2 separate regions of the Sus scrofa genome follow, and region 1 is linked to region 2. The links are chromatin contacts, called in public HiChIP or PLAC-seq maps. All regions are on one chromosome and are shown on one strand. Each heading gives the region's core, a stretch centred on a gene start, on an enhancer-like site or on the middle of the called end of the contact. The rest is flanking DNA. Distances are from core to core; before and after follow the strand shown.

What was found. HiChIP or PLAC-seq counts read pairs in DNA pulled down with a chosen protein or histone mark.
Region 1: an H3K27ac HiChIP or PLAC-seq map of skeletal muscle shows a contact between it and region 2. The contact joins the promoter of STARD10 here to the promoter of ARAP1 in region 2. A contact is called at or near these places in 2 of 5 promoter capture datasets (fetal skeletal muscle and liver), 10 of 47 Hi-C or Micro-C datasets (adipocytes, embryonic fibroblasts, fetal heart ventricle and 5 more) and 2 of 2 datasets of contacts at active chromatin or transcription factors (alveolar macrophages and skeletal muscle).

The regions. Positions count from the first base shown.
Region 1 is chr9:7,335,450-7,338,936 of Sscrofa11.1, reverse strand. STARD10 (StAR related lipid transfer domain containing 10) reads left to right here and starts at 2,021. Exons shown (of 7, transcript NM_001243805.1): 1 at 2,021-2,834.
Region 2 is chr9:7,299,173-7,302,402 of Sscrofa11.1, reverse strand. ARAP1 (arf-GAP with Rho-GAP domain, ANK repeat and PH domain-containing protein 1) reads left to right here and starts at 1,318. Exons shown (of 36, transcript XM_021102283.1): 1 at 1,318-1,446.

The DNA of each region.
Region 1 (3,487 bases), core at 772-3,271, 36 kb before region 2:
TGCAGCATGTCCTCGGGAAAATATTATTTCTTATGAATTTTGCAGCTGGCTTTAGTTGTGTCTGTTATTCCAACCTAAGGAATACTACAGAGATTTTTTTACAGTCCAAACTAGTTTTTAGGTTTTCAAGGGACACATAATGAAGAAGGAATCTGCAAAGACTAAGTGTAGTGAGTAGGCAGTATGGACCAAAAAAAGTTGCCTGCCAAGTCAGTAAGCAAAGAATGTTTCCTGCCATCAAGCTGCTCCTCCAGTGGTGCACCCTGAGGGGAATCCAGGATGGAGAAAAACGGGATTCTCTCGCCCTAGATAGTTAAGACGCATACCAAAGTAAGAATTTCAGAGAGCCCAATCTCTTGCATCTTTCCCTACCAAGAAAGGCACTAAAACAGTTAACTTGAGTTGTCTCGTTTCTTGCATGTGATTAGCAGTATTCTTTGGATGTTCGACTACAGGGGTTTTGTTTGTTTGTTTTTTTCAGGAAAAACTCCTGACTCCTCTCTGACCACTTAGGAACAGCCCCTCAGAGCTACCTGAGAAGCTGCCATCCTTGGCTACAGTCCTCAGGCTGCAAGTCAAAGATAGTTCTCAACTTTTACGCTGTAGACTTTTTTAGTTGGTAGTAGGAGGAAAACCAAAGTTTTAGGTTTCACATAGCAGGACGGTGATTGTTGGTATTGAACACTGGGAGGCCTAGTATACTGTGCCACTGAGGAATACGCTAGCCATTAGCCACAGGCTATTTAAATTTGACTGAAAACAATTAATTGGATTTAAAATATTTTTAGAATAAATTCAATTAAAAGTGTTTCTTCTTCCGTGTCAGCCTCATATCAAATATCCAGTAGCCTCAGACTAGTCGCTACCGTACTGGCCTGTGCAGATATAGAATATTTCCGTCATCACAGTTCTTTTTTTTTTTTTTTTTTTTTTTTGTCTTTTGTCTTTTTGTTGTTGTTGTTGTTGTTATTGTTGCTATTTCTTGGGCCGCTCCCGCGGCATATGGAGGTTCCCAGGCTAGGGGTTGAATCGGAGCTGTAGCCACCGGCCTACGCCAGAGCCACAGCAACGCGGGATCCGAGCCGTGTCTGCAACCTACACCACAGCTCACGGCAACGCCGGATCGTTAACCCACTGAGCAAGGGCAGGGATCGAACCCGCAACCTCATGGTTCCTAGTCGGATTCGTTAACCACTGCGCCACGCATCACAGTTCTTTTGAGCAACAGTAAGAGAACTGAGTCTCTGGCTACAGTGACCTCTGGGAGCTCTGTCCCCAGAGAGTGATGGGGGTTAAAGCCGTGCGGGAGATGCAGACAGATAGTGAGCAGTATTCTTTCTAAAATTCAGCCCTAACAGCGCTGCTCTCTTCCTACGACACCTACCGAGTAACTCATGCATCCTTCGAACCCACAGCCCAGGCTCAGAGCGCTAGGCTCCACTGCCCTACGGCGTCTACCTGCCTACACAAGCTCACTACTACTGTCCCCGAACTCCATCTCCCAACATGCCTCGGGCCCTGCGGCGACTCTGGGTCTTGGACTTCTGGGAAATGTAGTCTTAACAACGGTCCAACCCCGGAAAGGGTCTAGCCGCGAACTCAGGCTCCCATGAGGCAGTGCGTGGGCCGTTCCGTGCCGCTCTGAATCCCTCGGCCGCCAGAGTCGGTCCCCAAAGTGCAGTGCAGTCGTGACTGACAGGCCAGAGTTCAGGGGTGGCCGCGCTGTGCCTCTCCCTGCCACTCCTTAGGCCTCCGCTCCGCGGAGTTGTGGAGACGCTTCAACCGAAGAGGAGCCGACAAGGCCCAAGGGAGCTGTAGTGACAGAACGGCCACCTGGGGGACATGACGGCCGCAACCGGCCGCTAACTAGCAGCTGGAGGACCGCTGGGAGGCCCCGAGGAGACGCGCACGCGCAGAAGCTGGGCCTCGAGGCCTCCGTAAACACCAAAGAGCGCCTGCGCAAACGGGGCGCCTCGGGATGGCCGCGTGGGGGCGCCTGAGCAAAGACGACAGCAATAAATAGTAAAGTACCTGTCGGGTTATCTTTCCGCTGTCTTTTCTCTTAAGGTTTGCAAAGCATAGCCCATCGCTGCCTCCTAGTTTGCTCCTTAGAGCGGTCGTTTTACCAGTGGGGCAGCGAGTCAGAAGAAGTCACACAGCCAGAGTCCGAACAAAGTGAGAGGGACCGCGCCAAACGGTTCAGGCTTCTCTACCTTGACTTGCTGTGTGAGCTTGGGTAGTTTTGTTCCCCTGAGGACCTAAGCCTTCTTAGTCGAAAGTGGAAACAGGTTGTTGGAAGGATCAGATGAAATCCAGGAGTGAAACTAAATTCCCGAGCAACCTATAAAGGCAACAGATTATTATAATCGGGTGACTGCAGATTGAGGAGCCTCTTCTGGATTCTACAGATTGCAAAGCCGAGAGCCCCAAGAGGGGCAGGAGCTTGCCACGGGTCTCAGCAGTCTGTGAGCAAAGGCTAAAGCCCATCCTTCCTGCCTCTGGGCCTGAGCCCTTCCTTGCACCCCAAGGATGAGTGTCTTTGTTGGATAAAGGCCTAAAAAGACGGACTGTACTCGGGGTTGGGGCGTCTCTACTCCCAGTCCTCCTCCCACCCAACCTGGGCCTCGTGGAGGAAGGTCCTGCTCTGTTGAGATGACCACCAAAGGCAGGGAACTAAGGAGGAGCTGGAGAATCGAGGAGCTGGAGAATCGTGGAGAAAGATCCTGAAGCTGAACAGACTCTGTTTCTCAGAGGAGCAGCCCAGCTCAGGGAGGGAGTCCAAGTGTGTGGCACGAGGAGTGATGTCAAGGGGACAGACCTGAACGGAAAGAGGGGTAAGGTGCTGGGCTCCACTTCTGAGTCTGGGAGGAATGGGGGCTCAGGTGACTCCAGGTGACTCCAGGGACAGCGGGAGGTGGTAGCTGGGCTGGCCTGGGTGATGAGAGGAGGAAATGATGCACACGGAGCTGAGGGGCTGTCGGAGCCACTTCCTCAGCAGGTGGAGCAGTCAGGTGGCACCATGGGCACACCCTCCCCTCCCCCCGCCAATCAGGCAGCTGCCCACAGGGAAGTGAACTTTTATCTCTCGTGGGAGCTCTCTGGGGTGCTCTTAGAGATTGTGGACATAGGTGTGGGAGGGGCTGGGAGACCCTAAGGTCTGGTTGCAGATGGGACCTTCTCAGGCAAGCGGTGAAAGGCAGGTGTTTGTACAAAGGAAGCTCGAGCTCCTCCCCACCTCCAAGTGCTAATACTCGGGGTCCTCGCAAATCATCTCTGTTTCCAGCAGGAGGAACAGGGGCTGAAGGAGGACAGGACTCTCTTCAGGACATACAAGGAGTTGGGATAGAACGGGACTAGGACAGGGATCTTCCCATCACATGGCAGTGATCAAGCATCTTCATCCAACTTTTTTTTTTTAGGGCCACACCCGCAGCATATGGAGATTCCCAGTCTAGGGGTCGAATCAGTTGGAGCTACAGCTGCCGGC
Region 2 (3,230 bases), core at 69-2,568:
CTTCAGTTGTGACAGAAGGAGGGGGAGAGGCCCCTCAGTCTCAGACCGCAGGGCTGTGGGCCTAAGAGCTTTGGTTGGTGCAGCATGTTCTGGAGAGAGTTTGAGGGTTGAGGTGTCATCAGACTCCAGTGGAGGGACCAGGCCCTGTGATTTGAGCCCTCCTCAGCTCACTTAGAAGACCTCAGGCCTGAGTTAATAGAAAGGGTGGGGCCTCCTGCCCTTTGCCAGTGGTTAGGTGCCAGCCCTCCGTCCTGTGTTCCACCTGCTGTTCTGCTGTCTAGGCTTTGGAGTCTAGAGGGATGTCTGGGATTTTCCTGCTCTCTGTGGCCCCGAGTGCCCTCTGCTGCCTGAAGGTTATTCCTGCAATCAGGTGGGGAGGAGGGCCCTGTGCTCCACCCTCTGCAGTGGTTTTGTACCCCATGGGGACTTGGAGCTGGAAGTTCTCCCCAAGATCCAGCCCCACCCTCCTCTCCCGGGATGTGACTTACCTTTGCCTTGTCAGGAGGTGCTCGGGGTCCACCTTTTCCTACAGGGGCAAGACGAATGTCCAGTAGGAGTGGGCAAGAGATTCTGTACCCCACCAAGACTTGGCCAGGGTACCCAGTACTGGCTTTGTAACTTCGGGCAAGGCCTGGAGCTTCTTAGACCCTTATTGCCAAAACCCGGGTGATGATTTTTATCTTCAGGCATATCCAGATAAAAGGAATAAGTTGCCCAGCTTGGTTTGACATGTAGTAAGTGAGTGCCCAAATTAATGACTCCCAATCTTAGCCCTGGACCCAGGACTCAGGAATGCCTGCCAAACCCCAGGCCCCATCCGTGTGTGTGTGCTGGCAGGATGGGTGCCAACCTCCCATTCTCTAGGCCAGGGAGGGTGCCTGATTGCCAGGACCTCTGGCTGCAGCCTTTAACCAAGGGATCCTTGGGCCCTCTACTGGCACCGCCCCTACCACCCTGCCTCTGAAAGATGTGGGCAAAAGTAGGATATCTTCAAAGAATGAAGTCGGGAAGGACTTCCTGGAGGAGGAGGTCAGGACCTTGATCTTCCAGCCTCCGACCGCCCCTTACCAGGGGCAGAGTCACCGGCAGAGGGATGGCAAGAGGCCGAGAGACGCAGGAAGAGATGGAGCCTGAGCGGGCGGGGGCGCTGGAGGGAGACCTGAGCCTCAGGAGACGGACGGTCCAGTGAGCCGCGAGAGAAACCGAGGAGACGCACAGCCGAGCGCGTCCGCAGGGAGCGCGTCCGGGCGTGGCCGGGAGGGGGCGTGGCCGCCCGGGGCCCTGCCCCTTCCCCGCCCTCCCCTCCCCGGGGCGTCACGTGGGGCTGGCGGAAGCGCCCGGCGGGGTGGGCGCGCCCGGCCTGCCGCCGAGACTCGGCTACGGCACCGGGAGTCGGTGGTGGCGCCGGGACCCCGGGTCCCCCCGTGGAGTCTTCGCTCAGAACAGGTCAGTGCGGCGGTGGGGGCCTCCCGCCCGCCACCCTGGGCCAGGTGTGGCCGCGGAGTTTCCCCATTCCGCAGACGGCAACGCCGAGGCCGCGCGGCCACTCTGCGCTCGGCGCCTACTTCCGCGGGCGTCTCGCTGGGTCACGTCGTCTGTTCTGACTGGCGGTGGGGATGGGGGCGCCTCCTGAGGGCGCGCGGTCGGGCCAGAGGCCGTAGGGAGGAGGGCGAACCGTCGGAACTAGGGGCTTCCAGCCCTTAGCTCCCAGAATCCGGAGCCCTCGGGGCGCCTAGATTTTCTTATCTGTGAGATACAGGCTCCCACCTCGTTGACCGCGGGCACCCTAACAGATCTGCACGGTCGTATGACCTTATGCGCTGGACCTGCGGCTTCAGTGATCTTGAGCAGAGTACTTCCGGTCTCTGCGCCTCAGCTCCCCACCGGTAAATGGGGCATGGCCTCCCCTGAGCTCCTACCTGGCCCAGTTGCTGGAAAAAGAAGGTGTGTGTTCACTGAATGGGGTCAAGACACAGGGAGTGGGTTATTGGGACTGGAGAGAGCAGACTTGGAGTGCAGCCTGGAGGCATGGGGTGGGTGTTTGCGCCCAGATCTCCAGGGCTGTGTGTTAGTGCTGAGGAGTTTTGGTGGGCATCTGGCTTAGGCATCCCCTACCCCCAGAGCTCCTGTCCCGGAGCCTTCCCTGATCCAGGCTTGGTGCGGGGAGGGCTCCAGGGTGGGACAGATATGTGGACGTTCGCAGGGATTTGACCTCAGCCGGCAACGAGGTCCAGAGAGAGGCACCCAGGATACCTGTCCTGGGAGAGCAGAGTGTCCAGGCCAGCAGAGACTGCCTAGCAAGCTCATTACAGGGTAAAAGGAGCCCCAAAGAGTCAGAAAACAGGTGTAGACAGGCCCAGGGATGAAATCAGCCCTTGGAAGCTCAGGGAGGAGGGATGACTCCAGTGGGCCTTGGCAGTTAAGTAGTATTCACAAGAGGAGGGCAGAGCTTATGCGAAGCAGGAACTTGGGTGGTGTGTCTGAGGCATGGCAGGTGGCTGCAGTGGGTTGCAGGGCTGGGATGTAGAGAGAACCAACCCCCCAGACCCAAGGCTGGTTGAGCAGTATCCAGACCCTGGTCCGGGGCTCCTGTCTCCCCACTCGCCACTTGCTCATTGGAGCTGGGCCAGACTCCTAACAACTGTGAGGTGGAAGTGAGCAGAGGCCACCAAGGCTCAGATTGCCTCCAGGCTTCACTGGAGCCCTCAGGCCTCCGCAGCAGCCCCAGCCTCACCCCCCACCGTCTCCCAGACTCCAGCCCTGCCGTACCTGCAGCCTCAGCCCTTTGTGCAGGGTGCTTGTCCTCCCTAACCTTCTGTGTCCTTTGGGACTTGGAGGCGGGCTGCTTATTGCCTCCTGCCTAGTCTTTCAGTTCCTGTGTAGTGGCGAGGAAGGGCCTCCTTGGAGCTTGGTGGGGAAGGGGACTGCAGAGCCACAGGGGTGACTGGGACCTGGGACAGTCCCTGTGCAGCCACCAAACACTATGTGACTCTGCAAGTCCCCAGACTTCTCTGTTTCCCAGTCCGTGGGGTTTGGTGATAAGCCCTGGTCCCATGCTCCGAAGAGAGACTGCTGGAGCAAGAACTGGGCCTTTCGGGAATCTAAATCCTTCCCTGGCAGTGTGTTTGAAAGAAGGAAAGGGGGTCACTTCAGGGGGTCAGGGTCTTTGAGAGTCCTAGGGGCTAGTAGTGGACTAGCCTAGTACGAAGCCCTGCGACACTCGCTGGAGA